Regions from separate parts of the Mus musculus genome. Here region 2 is linked to region 1. Evidence: chromatin contacts called from public promoter capture Hi-C data. All regions are on one chromosome and are shown on one strand. The core of a region is the stretch at or near the end of the contact, and the rest is flanking DNA. Distances in the headings are between cores, read along the strand shown.

Region 1 (7,457 bases), core at 2,928-5,427:
ATTCCTAGTCTATCAAGAGTTTTAGCAGCTCTGAAGATTTTTAGAGGGAAACAATTTTTGCTTTGTTTTGTTTTGCTTTGTTTTGATTTGGGGCAGGCACTTAAAATGGCATAGGGGTCTCGGAAAGTAAACGCATGGCATGTTTTGGGCCAGTAAAAATGAGGACACTTAAGCAGAGGCAGACTAGAGTAAACTGTGATTGGCTTGTAGCTGAGCCATGACTTCTGGGCACCAGAGGGTCAGCAGTACAAGTTACCATCCAAAGGAAAGGTATAAAGATTGCCAAGGTTTGATAAAGCTCTGAGGTTTTCTTATCAGGGAAGGATGCTATTTAACGATAAAGATTAAGGTTGGAGCAAAACTCACACCACCTTTTCCCAGGATTTGAGAAGGATTGTCTGCCTTGACTTTCCAGAAGCTATTTATTAATCCAGCCTAGAGCTGTTCCCCACTGCACCCCTCAGAGTACCACAAGCAATTTGATGGGGTAGGGTGGGGGGTGGTAAAAGATATTTTGCTGACCACGAATTGTTCAGCATAGCCCTAAGGCCTGTGTGCCTGGTTTCTCTCTGTAGCACCAAGTTTGAGTTTGCTTTTTATTTCAGAGGATTTCAGCTGTGGTTTACTCCTTGTTGCCAAAGGAGCTCCAGGCATGCACCACTGTTTAGGATCCAGTGGCCACATTTGGCAAGCACTGGTTTGAATGACCTCTCCTTAGAAGCCCTAGGTCACTGGCTGGATTTCTGCCTCCCTACATTACAGGCTCTTCCTGTATTGGGAGTGGCAGTTGGCCAGGGCATTGTATTTCCACTGGTCTGAAAACATACAGACCCGATGAGCAGAGGCTTGTGAAAGGGAGGAGAGCAGCCCAGGAAAGGCTAGAAACAGACCATTGGGAACCCTAGGTTAGGCGTCCTTCAAGGGAGAGTTTGGGACCCATGGGTAGGCAGTGAGTGTGATAGTGCCTAAGAAGGCAGAGCATTGCTCTTTCCTTTTCGTTCTTTTTGTTTTTAAATTTTAGACAAGCTATTGCTGTGTATCTTTGGCTAATTGAACTTGAGATCCTCCTGCCTCAGCCATTCAAGTGCTGGGTTTACAGGCATGATCTACCATGTCTTGTTTCTGAAGTAATTCTTTAAGTAAAGAAAGTTTTTTTGTGATTAGATTCCTTTTACGGAGCACAGTTTTCATAAAGGAGACTTAGGGATGGTGTAGGTACTAAAATTTAAAGGAAATATTCTCACTGTCTAGAAAATCTGTTTCAAACAGAAACTCTTATCAGTTTGAATCCATTTAATATGGGGGGTGGGCTGTGCTAAGAAATAGCCTGCTAAATAAAGTATAATAACTTACAACAGCTATTTATCCAGTAATTGAGTTGTTTTTATCTCTAAGCTTTGAATATTTTTCTTTTTTCTTCTATATGTGCAAAACTGTGGAATAAGTAGGAAAGAAACTTCCTAGGTATTAGTTGTGTGCTTGGGAGAGGGGAATTGTTCTTCTGAGTGCCTTTAAGAATGTGCCTCAATAATGGAATCCCCATATTTGTAGGATGGAGACATTCCCTGCAGTGGCTGAGAAGGTCCTTAAGGAGTTCCAAGTATTGCTGCAGCATAGCCCATCTCCTATTGGAAGTACCCGTATGCTGCAGCTTATGACCATCAACATGTTTGCCGTGCATAACTCCCAGTTGAAAGGTAAGGGAAATCTAATTTCTCCATCTAGACAGAGTTGAATTTAGTATCTTTGCTACCTTATCACTAACCCCATCTCCACACACACAGACACACAACACACAACACACAACACACACACACACACACACACCTCTCCCTTCTATTGCTTCTTAGATCTTTATTTTAGTCTCTAAATTCTGTAAGACTCTATAGTGCTTGGTTGGGATATTAAGGAGAGATTTGTAAATATAAAGTTTAATTTAAAAATCCAGAGATGCTTTTGCACATCTGGCTATGCTAATGGCAGCAGCAAGGCCTCTTAGAGGCTGCATACCCAGGACTTCTCCCAAGAGAGAGGCATTGCTGAAATGTTTCATTCCAGAGACCGTATGCTTGGCAGGGATTAGGCATTGCTGTTTCTGGACTCGTGTACCCTGTTTGTTCAATATGGAAAAGTCTAGTTCCCTATGGGATATCCCTTATGGGACCCTGCCAGAGAGTAAGAACAGAGAATTGATGAGCTTTGGTGACTCAAATCTGGAAGCACAAAACCCACCAGGCCCAGAATCTGGCCAGTGTACTGGTATGCGTTCTGAAGTGTTTTTCTGAACACTTCTCCCCACACCCCCGTATGAGGCGGGAGGCCAGGAGGGAAGGGCAGATTGGCAGAATTTTAAAATGTTCTGATGACCATGCTGCATTTGAAGGATGTTTCTAGGATCCCTTCCCCTCCCTCTTCCTCACTTAGGTAAGGCTGATGTGGTTTGACTTGGTAGAAATATGTAGTCTGAGTGACATTATTTTGTGTTTCTTTACACCATGTTGCCAAGGAGTCATTCCAGAGCATCAACAGGGAATGTTTGCTCAGATTCTTATCTGCAGTGCCAGGAAGTAGGAATTGCCCCATGGAGACTGTGTCACAAAGCAGATGTAATGTCTCTGGACAGTGCCACTGGCTCTTCAGTTCACCTTTTCTCAGAAATTTCTCCTCTCACCTGCACTTGATCTGCTTCCCTTCCTGTCCATATTAGGATCTATGTTCAACTTGCTGCTGCTAGGGAACTTCCGTAATGAGTGAGCCTGCCGAACTTTCCCTATGGACAGGGCTTCTCTTGGGATTTGAGGAGCTTCTTAGCTGGTCTGCCTGGGTTTTCAATCATATCAGTCCTGGAAGACATTTCCTCATCAGGTTGACTTATACAGCATCCAAAATGTTCAGCAATGGGCAAGATACAGAGGCTTAGGAGCCTTCACAACTTAGCCAATTTTTTGCTGAGGTGGCTGTTTGCTGAGGTGGGGTTGCCAGAGGCCTGGAGCCTTAAGGGACAGCACTGATTTCTAAGGAGAAGGAAATAAATAAGTTTGTAAAATGCTGCCCTAGTGAGGCTGTGCAGTCCTAAAGGGAGGGAAATTTTGCTACCAAGAATGAAGCTCTCAGGGTGTGGTGGCACATGCCTTTAATTTTGGTCTACTTATCGAGTTCCTGACTAGCCAGAACTACATAGTAACACTGTCTGCTCAATGGGCTCTGTAAGTAGGGCCTCCAGTTGCCCCTGTATTCATTTTCTGCTTTCCTACCCAAGCCACCACTGCCGTGTGAGCTGGAGAGCTGGGACACACAGTTCAGCAACAACTGACATATGGTCTCTATAGATGTGAATATAAAGAACCTGGTTTCAACACTTTTGGTGGAAAGGAGTACCCTAGACTTTCATAGACCACCAGTGAGTCTTTTTCTTGTAGCTGTTAAGTAAAGGTTAAGAAAATAAGGGTGTTTGATATCAGTGGGAGGAACAGCCCTTGGGCCTGAGGGGGTTCGATATCCCAGTGTAGGGGAATGCCAGGGCGGAAAGGTGGGAGTTGGTGGGTGGGTAGGGGAGCACCCTTATAGAGGCAGGGGGGAGAGAGAATGGGATAGGAGATTTCTAGGGGGCAGGGGGAGACCTAGGAAGGGGGTAAAATTTGAAATATAAATAAAGAAAATATCCAATAAAAGAAAAAAAGAAAGAAAATATGGGTGAAAGGAAGATAAAGGATAGAGGACTCTTGCGTATTTGAGGCCAAGATACTTTTGTAGCACTTTTCTGTAGTTGGTCATGAGGTGGATCCTCTAGTCAGGAATGACAAGTAAAGGCCTATAGCCCCACTCCCTGTACTGCCCTTGCCCTGGCTCTCACCTCCATGAGGCAAGAGGAGCCTGAGCTGAGGTGGTCACAGGCTCCAAGGGTGGTTCAGGGAAAAACAACCCAGGCCACAGGATATAACACTCAACTGGGACACAGAGCTCTGCGGACGTGCTGCCAAGTACCCGGTGTGCAGCTGAGGCGGCCATCCAGACCCCACTGTGTGGGCTGCCATTGGGATAGGGGTGAACAGAGCACTCAGCAGGGCTGGTTGGTGGGAAGATGCACTTTTCCATTTCCCAGCACATGAGTCATCTTCTCTGGGCCCCTGTGCTGTGCTTGCACGGACAGTGGCAAGAAGGGGGTGTTGTGGCTGAGTAGCAGCATCTGTGCCGGGGGTGGAGAGAGAAGAGGGCTGGGGAGAGGGTAACGATTTAAGTCCTTCACTAATCAGCAGCACTTTGAATCACATTTTTATGAGTAAGGAAGTGATAAATCAAGCTCTGTGTGTTCAGCCCCCAAGTTCTGTCAGCTGGTGCCCTTCTAACGGGTTCTCTCCCATCTAGTCTGCAGGCTGTCACAGTCACCACCTAGCCACAGGACCCTGGCTGTCTGAAACCAGGAAGTAAGGCCTGACACAGCCTGGCCTCCCAGGTGCTTTGGGTCCACGGTGATTTGGCAGTCATTGCAAGTTACAGAACATCTGGACCATCATTTTTCTTTCCATTCCCTCTTGGATATGTCCTTCTGGGTGGGTGTTTACATATGTCAGTTCCTGGATTCTCTGGAGAAGAGCATTCCAGCCTGAAGCAGAGGTGATCTTGTAGCCCAGAAAGATGTTAGATCCTTTGTCCTTGTCAGAGCCATTTCCATAGATGTGGGGTCAGAATTATGATTTGGAGAGCAACAGAGCTTCCTTAAAAAGTGTGTTCTTTGCTGATGGCCCCCAGTCCTGCAGTACTATCATAGGTCATTCTTGTGTTTTGTGTTCCCTTTTCAAGAACTACCTTCTACTACAGTAGGCCAGGGTATACATAATGTGCTTGCTAACATTTTATGGTATTTACTTTTTAAATAAGCTTTTATTGTAGACTTGAAATATTTACAAGCTTTGGATATGGTAGGAGACAAAGTAGGGGGGCAAAACTGTGGTAGAGAGAATGGTGTCCTCCCCTGCATTAGGTTTTGGAGATACTAACTTCCTTGATCATGAGCCCTATGCAAGATCCTACCCCTGTGGTATTAGAGTCAGCTTGGAATCCTAGCACTCTCTACGAGATGATTGGAGACAGCTACATTTGAGGTCAGGATGGGATATTTGGGGGTCCTTAGGCTGGTATTCATTAGACACAGGTATTTATTGAATGCATGTATGTTGAATGCAAGAAGTTGAAGGCCATGGCTCTAGGAAAGCTGTGTGCCTTGCTTGGCTAATCTTCAAAGTTGGTAGCTAAATGGCTGGTTCCTCGAGTGATGTCACAATGTCTGTAGCATTCAGAGCCTAAAAGGAGAAAAGGCCTTCTTCCTGTATCTCAGTATTTAATACTTCAGTAGCCATTTGGGTAGCTGGTAAGAAGCTAAAAGGTAAATTGTTGAATTTAACCACAAGTACTTCAAGAACTTTAATTTAAAAAAAAAATGTAACTTAAGGAAATAAAACTAGTTTCTCGAGGACAAGTAACTGAAGCAACATTTGTGGTAGGGCATCATGGAAACCTCTTTGCATCCCCCATCTGTGCCCAATTTATTCCAATCTGGACTTCCACTCGGTGCCCCCACTCTTTTTAAAAATATGATTTATAATTTTTGAAATCAAAACCATCTCAGGCACACTGTTTTATTTTACTATATTATTGGATTATATTTCCTATAAATCACTGGATATTACTCATTGGCCACCATTGGAATAACTTCCCTTTTCTGTGCCCTGGCCTTTTCTTTTCCCTTCTCTATTTGTTCATAGAGTATGACTCCATTTCAGTCCTGCGGAAGAGCCCTAGTAGCAGCAAGAGGGCACCCAAGAGACACTTTGTGAGTGTGTGTGTGTTCATGTTGCTTGCTCTAAGGGAACATCTAGGAGTTAGAATTGGGCAGAGTCAGACTGGCTTTCATTTCATGATCCTTCATGTTTGCTTTTGGTTTGGTTTGGTTTCTGTTTTTTGAGACTGCATCTCATTCTGTAGCCCAGGCTTGTTTCAAGAAATACTCCTACACCACCTCCTGAGTACTAGGATGACAGGTATGGACCACTATACCTAGCATATACATACTTTATGTTATTAATATTCCCGAATTGCAGGAAATAGAGGAAGTGACACCTAGGTGTCTTGGGGGAATTGAGAACTACAGCTGTCTACCTGGCACTAACAGTTTAACCTATAGGCATGAGCTTCTTCATGCCATTAATAATATATGGGAGGTGACTATGGTTGAGAAGTTCTAAGACTTTTGGGAAGAACAATTTGTTCTCTCGTCCAAGTTACTTTTAAGTCTTTTACTCAAGCAGAATGTATGACGTGGCAGACCCTCTGCTTGACAGAACAGTTGTACAAAGGAAATCCACCTTTCATAAGGGCTAGACTTGGGGAGGCAGGCTGTTTAGCCAGACTCCTTTCCCTTGGCAACCTGAATATGGCTGTTGCTGAAGTTTCTGGAAAAGAAGAGTGACAGAAGTAGAGGGGTCAGGGACTCACCTTTTTTTCCAGTTCTGAGTTCCAGTGTCTCTCTTGTTTTCAGAATGAATCTACTGCTTTAGGCTGAGGAAAGAGAAACTGTAGTGAAAAGTTAAATGAGGAAGTTCAGTCATGCCAATAAAATTAAGCTTACTCTTAGCATCTCTATTAAGGAGATGCTCTTTGTTTACCTGAAGATAACAGTGTGTCTTAGTGCCCATAGCTGGTTGGTATCATGAAGAGTGCAATATCCCATTGGCAGACAAGATTATGCTAAGTCTGCATTTAGTTTAAGTTGCCATTTAATTCTCAATTTGGCATCTTTTTCTCTGCCAAAGACTTACACTAAAGGAGAAATACTGTTTAGGGAAATTTTGGAAGCAAGGTTTGCAGCCACCTTTTCCATTGTTTTTCCTCAATTTATTTACTTAACTTGTTCTTCAGTGTTGGCACTCAATTCAGGTCCTAGCACATCTAGGTAAACTCTTTATCATTGAGCCAAATTCCTAGCCCCAAATATATATTTAAAGCTTGGTTTGTTAGACTTTTTAATGGGGCTTTTTTGTTTGTTAAAAGTATATGGGGCTGGAGAAATGGCTCAGAGATTAAGAGCACTGGGTGCTCTTCTAGAGGACTTAGGTTCAATTCCTAGCACCACATGGCAGCTCACAATTATATATAACTCGAATTCCAGGGGACCCATGGCACCAGGGATATATATGGTGCACATATGTATGCATGAAGGCAAAATACCTATACATATAAAATAAAAATAATTACATCTTTTAAAAAAGAAATAAAGGCCTATTTCAAGAGGAAAAAATTATTTACAAAGTTTAAATTTATATAAGAACTATATATCAAATACTATATTTTGTATATTTCATATACTATATTTTGATCATATTTACCCCCACTCTTCCTGTTTCTATTCTCTACCTTCGTATTCCCCCAACTTTGTATCTTTTGTTGTTGTTTGCAATTTG
Region 2 (7,457 bases), core at 3,271-5,770, 270 kb after region 1:
TTAAAAGCATGAGCCACGAACTAACCAGTACCCCAGAGCTCTTGACTCTAGCTGCATACGTATCAAAAGATGACCTAGTTGGCCATCACTGGAAAGAGAGGCCCATTGGACACGCAAACTGTATATGCCTCAGTACAGGGGAACGCCAGGGCCAAAAAAATGGGAATGGGTGGGTAGGGAAGTGGGGGGGAGGGTATGGGGGACTTTTGGGATAGCATTGGAAATGTAATTGAGGAAAATATGTAATAAAAATATTAAAATAAATAAATAAATAAATAAAATTAAATTAAAAGGAAAAAAAAAAAAGCATGAGCCAGTCCCCCCATACCCTCCCTCCCCACTCTTTCATCCAAACCTTTGGGCTTCTAAGACTTACACTTGGTCTTCTATGCAGGCCTGGTTCTTTGTGTTCTACTCCCTCTTCCCATAATGAAGGAGCCATGAGTGAAGGAGCTGTGTCTCCTAATGTTGCCAAGATAACCATGAGCCCACCCTCTCCCTAAAATGGAGGGGAGTGGAGGGACAGGTGCAGAACCGGGGTGATCAGCAGGTAGAGGCTACACTCATAGCCTGGGTATCAGTCCTGAATGCCATTCACTGACAGCCAGGGATGGATGGGTGGTTCTGTGGAGCTGGAAACAAGGGCTGCTGGCAGAGAGCTGCTGCTTCTCCTTTCATTGGCTGCTCAGGTTGGCAGCATCCCCCCTCACAGCACCCTCTCCTTCATGTCCCTCAACCTCCCCATACAGGCATCTCCATAGATAGTTGTCATCCCTTCAAAGGTCCCCTGCCCTGCCACACACACCCAGCATAGTGGCACTTACCCATCAGGTTCCAGGTGCACTCAATTTGCTATCGTTTGTGGGGAGTGGCAGTTGGCTTCACAAGGCTCCTAGGCTGGAGGCAAGTCTGGAAAAGCTCCTGGGAAGGATGGATGCTCAGAAACCTGCATCCCTGTTTGCAGGGCGTGGCAGCACATGCCTGTATTCCAGAACGTGGTGGCAGGAGGATCAGGAGTCCCAAAGCTTAGGGCCTTTCCTGGCTACATGAGGTTCTGTTAAAAAGAGGAGGAGGAGGAGGAGGAGGAGGAAGAGGAGGAGGAGGAAGAGGAGGAGGAGGAAGAGGAGGAAGAGGAGGAAGAGGATTAGTGGTGGTGGTAAAAGGGAGGGACAGATGGAGGGAAACCCACAGCCTCAACCTGGGGCCCTCAAACCTAGCAGAAGATTTGAGTAACATGAGGGCACACAGTGAGCTGGGGTGCGGGCATGGGATGCTGGGAGAAGTAGAGAGCTCATACGCCTCATGTTTTCCACAGAGAGCTGTTAGGCACAGATGGGGATGACAGACTGGGACAGAGGACAGAGTAGAAAGCCAAGAAACCGTCCAAGGAAGGGTCTTAGCCCTGGGTTAAGTGCCTCTCAGCATCTGCTCTCTTAAGAGCTCTGGATTCTGGACCATCCTGAGTTGGGGTGAAAGCCAAGATGTCTTGGCAGTCTGGAACCACAGTGACACAATCTCCCGTGCAGGCTGCTCAGGTCTCAGGTGCCCAGCCAGGCTCACTATGCTCTCCTTACCTATTCCCATACCTACCCTTATTGGAGAGATTTTTGTGCCCATCTGGAGTTGCCTAGGTGAAATGACTCCCACTGGCATGGGTCATAGCTTGGGGGAGTGCCTCAATACAGAGCTATACAGGGTAGGCTCCATCCCTGCCCCTACAGCACACCCCTGCAGGCAAGGTTAGGCCTAATGGGCAGGATGTGCTGCCCAAATTGCTCTCAGGAGAAACTGTCAGTCCAATTAGCATGGGGCTGCCAACCCCAGACAGACAAAAGCCAAAATGGTAGCTACCCATTCCTCAGCTGAGGGGAATCCTGGTACTGGGAGAACCTGCACAGGGTGTTTGATTCCGAGTGTGAGGAGAGCAGGTGCTGAAAGCAATGAGGGTAAGGACCAAGATAAGAGGCCTCAGAGACATTCCCTATCTTCAGTATGTGCTGCCTCCATGTGGGATACTGTGCCTGGGGTGCTGTCCCTGGGATACTGGGCCTGGGGTGCTGTCCCTGGGATACTGGGCCTGGGGTGCTGTCCCTGGGATACTGGGCCTGGGGTGCTGTCCCTGGGATGCTGGACCTGGGATGCTGGGCCTGGGGTGCTGTCCCTGGGATGCTGGGCCTGGGATGCTGGGCCTGGGGTGCTGTCCCTGGGATGCTGGGCCTTGGATGCTGGGCCTGGGGTGCTGGGCCTGGGATGCTGGGTCGGGGTGCTGGGCATTGAGTGCTTGGACCTGGGGTGCTGGGCCTGGGATGCTGGGTCGGGGTGCTGGGCCTGGGATGCTGGGCCTGGGGTGCTGGGTCTGGGGTGCTGGGCCTGGGATGCTGGGTCTGGGGTGCTGGGCCTGGGATGCTGGGCGTGGGATGCTGGGCCTGGGGTGCTGGGTCTGGAGTGCTGGGCCTGGGATGCTGGGTCGGGGTGCTGGGCCTGGGGTGCTGCAGGATAAAAGGGCCCTGGGTTGTCACTCTCAGTCTCCAGAGGTAGATGTGAGTTTATGTGCATGAACTCAGACACATGCAAATGCCTAGCAAACACAACCATGTCTCCATCCATATGCAACAGGCCAACACCTGTGTACACATAAACACCTCAGGTACACATCTACACAGACATGCACATAAATACAGAGCTCAAATATCCACTAGCACACACTAACACTCTGAGTTCAGCCCTCATTCCTGGACTGCAGGCACAGAGCCATAGTATGATATTATACTAACGTGTGTGTGTGTGTGTGTGTGTGTGTGTGTGTGTGTGTTTCCTCCTTGACTGCTCCCCCACTAAGATTTTTAATTTGGGTGGCAAGTCAAGTGGGTTTCTCTATGTAGCCTTGGCTGTCCTAGAACTCACTTTGTAGAATAGGCTGGCCTCAAACTCACAGAGCTCCATCTGTCTTTGCCTCCCAAGCACCTGGATTAAAGATGTGCCCCACCATATCTGGCTTCCTCTCTTCATAAACCCAGACATTTCTGTTTGAAAGGTTTTGGTCCTGGCCCCTTTTAGAGTGACTAACTTTTTTTTTTCTTTAGCATTATTCCAGTTTAGTGCTGAAAATCCCATACCTTGGGAAACTCCCCAGTCCCAGTCTATTTCCCCTTGCCCAGGAAAGGACTGGTATTGGGTCCTTCTCAGAGTGCTCATCCAACAAACGGTCACTTCCTTGATGGGCCTAAGGAGTCTTGATGTGAGCCAAGTTCAGGTGTCTGTTCTCCTGAAGGCTCTGAGTCTCCCAGGACTAATTACAACCAACATTTATCGAGCACCTACTATGATCCAGGCCCCAGGCTTGAGCCTAGGGCTTCCTGAGTGTCATCATTCAATTCTCCAGAGACTTGAGAAGGTAATTCCCTCCCCCAGAACTGTTAATGAGCACCTACTGTGTGCAGGGAGCACACTCATCAGAACAAAGTGGCAGCGGACATAAAGGAAACAAGTGACTTATGTCGTGCTGTCCAAGAGGTCGCGTGCTGTAGAGTAAAATGTCCCAGGAAAGAAGCTCCTTGCAAATCGCTGCTCAAGAGTGGCTTCTCTGGGAAGCAGCCCTGCAGACACACTGGGAACCGGTCCAGGTAGATGGAACAGCATGGACAAAGGCAGGAGGGAGGCTGAGGGCTGGCATGTGGGAGGGACGGCAGCAAGGTCTGTGTAGCCAGGGAGAGGCAGGGCCTCTGGGCTGGGAGAAAGACCTGGGGCAGCTTCTAGTTAGATGGGCACTCTGGAGGATGCAGACTAAGGAGCAGCCCTTCCTGACTCACTTTCCCTGGACTACCCTAGTTCCTGTTGAAGGAGGTGTAGGGGTGAGGAGGCAGGGCTTGCGGGGGGGGGGGGAGGGCATCCAGGAGGCTACTGGGTGAATGGTAGCAATAGCGAGTATGATAAGTGGATAGATACTGGATACATTCTAAAATCTAGCCAGCAGAATTTCCCCAGAGTGAGCCACGGTGATTCTGAGGTGTTCCTCCCAGGCAGCTGATGTAAAGGGACCATCTTTACCCAAGATGGAGAAGTTGTGAACGGAGGAGGCCGGAGAGGAAGAGAAGAGCTTGGTTTGGATGGTTTCAGTTAGACAGATGGAGATGTGGGAAGGGCAGGTGGGTACCAGTATCTGTGGGCTGGAGGACTGGCTGAGCTTCCAATGACTGCCCCATTTTGCAGGTGAGGAAAACGAGGCTCCTGCAAGCATTAAAAGGAGCAGCCAGGATTCAACTTAGGCCTCTGGCTCCACAGCCCTGTTCTACTCACAGCCATGGATAGGAGGCTGCCGGCCGCTCTGCACAGCAGTGGAGGCTGAGATGGGAGCCCAGCTGTTCCCTGGCCAGCTTTCTTGTCTTCAGGGCCGAGCCAGGAAGGAGCCTGTGTTTAGAACACAAGTGGCACAAGTGCCAAGTGGCCTGAGGCGCCAGCAGCCCCAGGAGTGCAGCTGGCCTGGCCTGAGGCCGCCATCCCCACAGCAAGAGAGCATTCGGTTAACATCGATTGCTCAGAGAAGAGCAGCTGGCCAGGCTGGGGGCAGGGAGGGAGGACTGAAGGCCAGAGAGATTGGCTACATGGCCAAGAAGCAGCCTACAAAGCTTCAGAGAGACCCACTGACCTGCCCAGGGGCCATGGGGATGCCTCTACTTAGGGGTAGAGGGGCAGCCCCTTGGGTGCTAAGCTGCAGCAGCTGTCCTGACACTTTGGAGCCTGAGAAAGCTGACCAGCCCTATTCGAGGCTGCTCTACCTACTCCAGGCATCAGGGAGCTGGCTAGAGCCCCAGCCTGAAGGCAGGGTAGCTTGGTAGGACCTGTCCCCCTGCTGTGTTCTCCAGCTGCAACCAGCCACTGATGCTCTGGGCACCTCATTTTCTTCTGTGCAAATGTGGCTTCCGGAAGGGCTTTTCATTAAAGACATATTCCCAGCGTCAGATCTTCCTCGTTAGTTCTGGTGGCCAGGGTGCTACAGGGCCCCTACTAAACTGGCTTGTGAGGTCTGGGTTTAGCAGACAGGCCCTGTTGATGCTGGTTCTGGTGCCAAGCTCTCTGGCCACCCGAGCCCAGCTGAGCTGAGGTTACAGTATTCCTTGGAGGCTCTGCACCATTAGAGGGGGTGAGAAGCACAGGCCCTTTCCCACCCCAGTGCCTTTGCACATGCTATTCCGCTGCCTTAGCCTTGCCACCTATCCTACCAGGTCTGGTCCCATGGGACCATGGTGAGGTGGCTTTTCATGCTCAGCTTGGCAGGAAGAGTTTGGGGCTTGCCAGCTGACCCAAGGCCACTGCTAGCTCCCTTGCTTGCATGCCTTCTGTTGAGTGTGTGCTGAGGTCTGAGCAGATTCCCCTCCCAGCCAAGGCAGCTGAACAGAGCAGACCCTTCTCAGCCCTAGTTCAAAGGTCAAAAACTCTGGCAGGTTGCAGAAGGGCTGGTGTTACAGAGGGGATCAGTGACCAAGCAATGCTGACTGGTAGCCCAGGGATAGCAGAGGCTTTCCTTAGGCCCCTCTCTTAATTTCCCCTATACTCTCCTGGTACCCACCAGGGTATTGCCACCGCATATGCAAATGGGGCATGATGCTCATTGTCAAGCCCTTCCCACACTGTCTTCCATGGCTCTCCTAGACTAGGGGGCAAGTATGAATGGAAGAAGGAATGACGGAGGCTGTAGAGCCCCTTGGGAGCTCACGTGCGTGGGAGGCCGGAGGCTTGAGAGTAACGAAGCAGAACACGATGAAGGGCACCTCCTGGAGGGGAAGGAGAGTGGAACTGGGTCTTCTCCCTTCCGCCCCCTCAAGTAGAAGGCAGCCCTGCCCAAGAGGCGCTTGATGAGTCTGGCAGAAGAGGTGCAGGGCCCCTCCACAGAGACTTGGATTCCTGCTAATTTGCAATGTTAAAATGCATGGCAAAGGCTCCATCCTCATTGTTGGTACATTAATCAGGCAATCAGTGGGGCGGGGCTCCCAAGGGCCTCATAGAGGGGGCATAGAAGGCGCCATGGTGATACAGTGCTTGCCTCCCTAGGAAGAAACCTGCTGGTGACAATCCTAGGATTGGCACCTACTGACTCAGGCAAGGAGTCCAGAAGTGGCCAGGGCTGACTAGGACAGCTTGCTCAGGGTCCTGGAGTAATACCACTGGCTTTCAAAGACATGGATGCAGAGTGGCTGAGCCCCTCAACACCCCCCCCCCATTAGAAGAGATGGAGGCTTGGAAGGTTAACATCCCTGGCATGTGGAAAAATACTAAAGGACAGAGACCAGCTGTCCTGAGCCTACATCCTATTAGTATGCTTCCAGAAGAGCACTTCACTGCAGGAAGTGACTGTCCTACAAGGACAAGGTCCTTGTGGTCCATTGCCTTAGGCCTCCTAGTGATGATAGCCTTGAGATAACAGGGGAACTGAGCCTGGTTCTGCATCAGGTCTTGGCTAGAGTCCCTTTGTCCCCCCATTGCCCTTTTAGAGGGAAAACCCCAGTCCTACCTTCATGCCGTTCTGCCGCCTGCCTCCTCCACTTGCCACGGTATGTTTATAAACTGGTTACTAAGTCCACACCTGAGGTTTGGTTCAGTTTGATTTTTTTTTTCCTAAATAGAGCTGTAGCCTGTATTCCTTGGAGGCCCCTATGTAAGGGGGGTAATCTCCCCAAGGGACTTCCAGATTCTTTTGGGGTGCACAGAGACAGAGCAGCCACAGTAGGTGGGAGAACACAGGGGAAGTTGAGGGTACAACAAAAGCCCTCTGTAAACTCCGATGAGCTGTACAAATGTCGAATGGTATTAGTGATAAGCCCACTGCAACCCCTACCTGCCTGCAGCTGCAGGCCGGGGAAGAAAAGCTTTCATTTTCACAGGACCCCCCAGTGAAGAAGGCTCTGCTGTGTCTCATCCAGCATAAAATGTGGGGCAAGCATCATGAATGTCCTTGAACCTAGAGTCCAGGCTTTCCCAGGGGACCGTTGGGAAAGGTTCTGGCAAGAATGGCCTTCCTGGAAGAGAGGGTGCAAGCCAAGCAGGGAGGTTGGAGCTGTGGGTCTGTGGACTGTGCAGCCAGTGTGAGTGCTGGTGGCACAGGGCAGGCTCCCCTCCCTCCGACTGTGCCTCCCTCTGCAGCACAGGATCCCTAGGACAGAGGCTGGCAGGCTGGAGGCCACACCCAGGATGCTGAGGAGGAAGATCGACAGAGTAACATCTAGACACGTTTTGGAGCAGGAAATTGAGGCAGAGATGGTTATAGCCTGCATGCTGTCTAAGGGCCGGTGGGCAGAAAGCACTGCAGAGGGCCTGCAGGGCATGGCCCGGCCCAGAAAGGGGTCCTATGCTGTGCCACCCCTGCTGCTGAGGTCATAATTGCTCTGAAATCACAACTGAACCCAATTATGCAAAAACTAAATTATATGCGATGATTTTTATGTGCTAGAAACATTCTAGCT

What was found. Capture Hi-C pulls out chosen DNA fragments and counts their contacts.
Region 2: a promoter capture Hi-C map of adipose tissue shows a contact between it and region 1. The contact joins two enhancer-like sites. A contact is called at or near these places in 1 of 15 datasets of contacts at CTCF or cohesin (CD8 T cells) and 2 of 9 other capture datasets (adipose tissue and liver).

Annotation. Positions count from the first base shown.
Region 1 is chr11:74,988,519-74,995,975 of GRCm38.p6, forward strand. It overlaps Smg6 (Smg-6 homolog, nonsense mediated mRNA decay factor (C. elegans)), which reads left to right. Exons shown (of 19, transcript NM_001002764.2): 10 at 1,552-1,697. Among named protein-coding and RNA genes, the nearest start is that of Srr, 66 kb to the left of the region's middle. Within about 2 kb of position 4,178, at least 76 of the 459 cell types and tissues checked have an H3K27ac peak or open chromatin away from gene starts, as enhancers often do. A contact at or near this core is called in adipose tissue, where this site is marked.
Region 2 is chr11:75,255,946-75,263,402 of GRCm38.p6, forward strand. The region is part of intron 1 of Rtn4rl1 (reticulon 4 receptor-like 1); the gene reads left to right. It overlaps Gm35117 (a long non-coding RNA gene), which reads right to left. Exons shown (of 4, transcript XR_001780267.2): 2 at 825-1,054. Among named protein-coding and RNA genes, the nearest start is that of Gm35169, 13 kb to the left of the region's middle. Within about 2 kb of position 4,521, at least 52 of the 459 cell types and tissues checked have an H3K27ac peak or open chromatin away from gene starts, as enhancers often do. A contact at or near this core is called in adipose tissue, where this site is marked.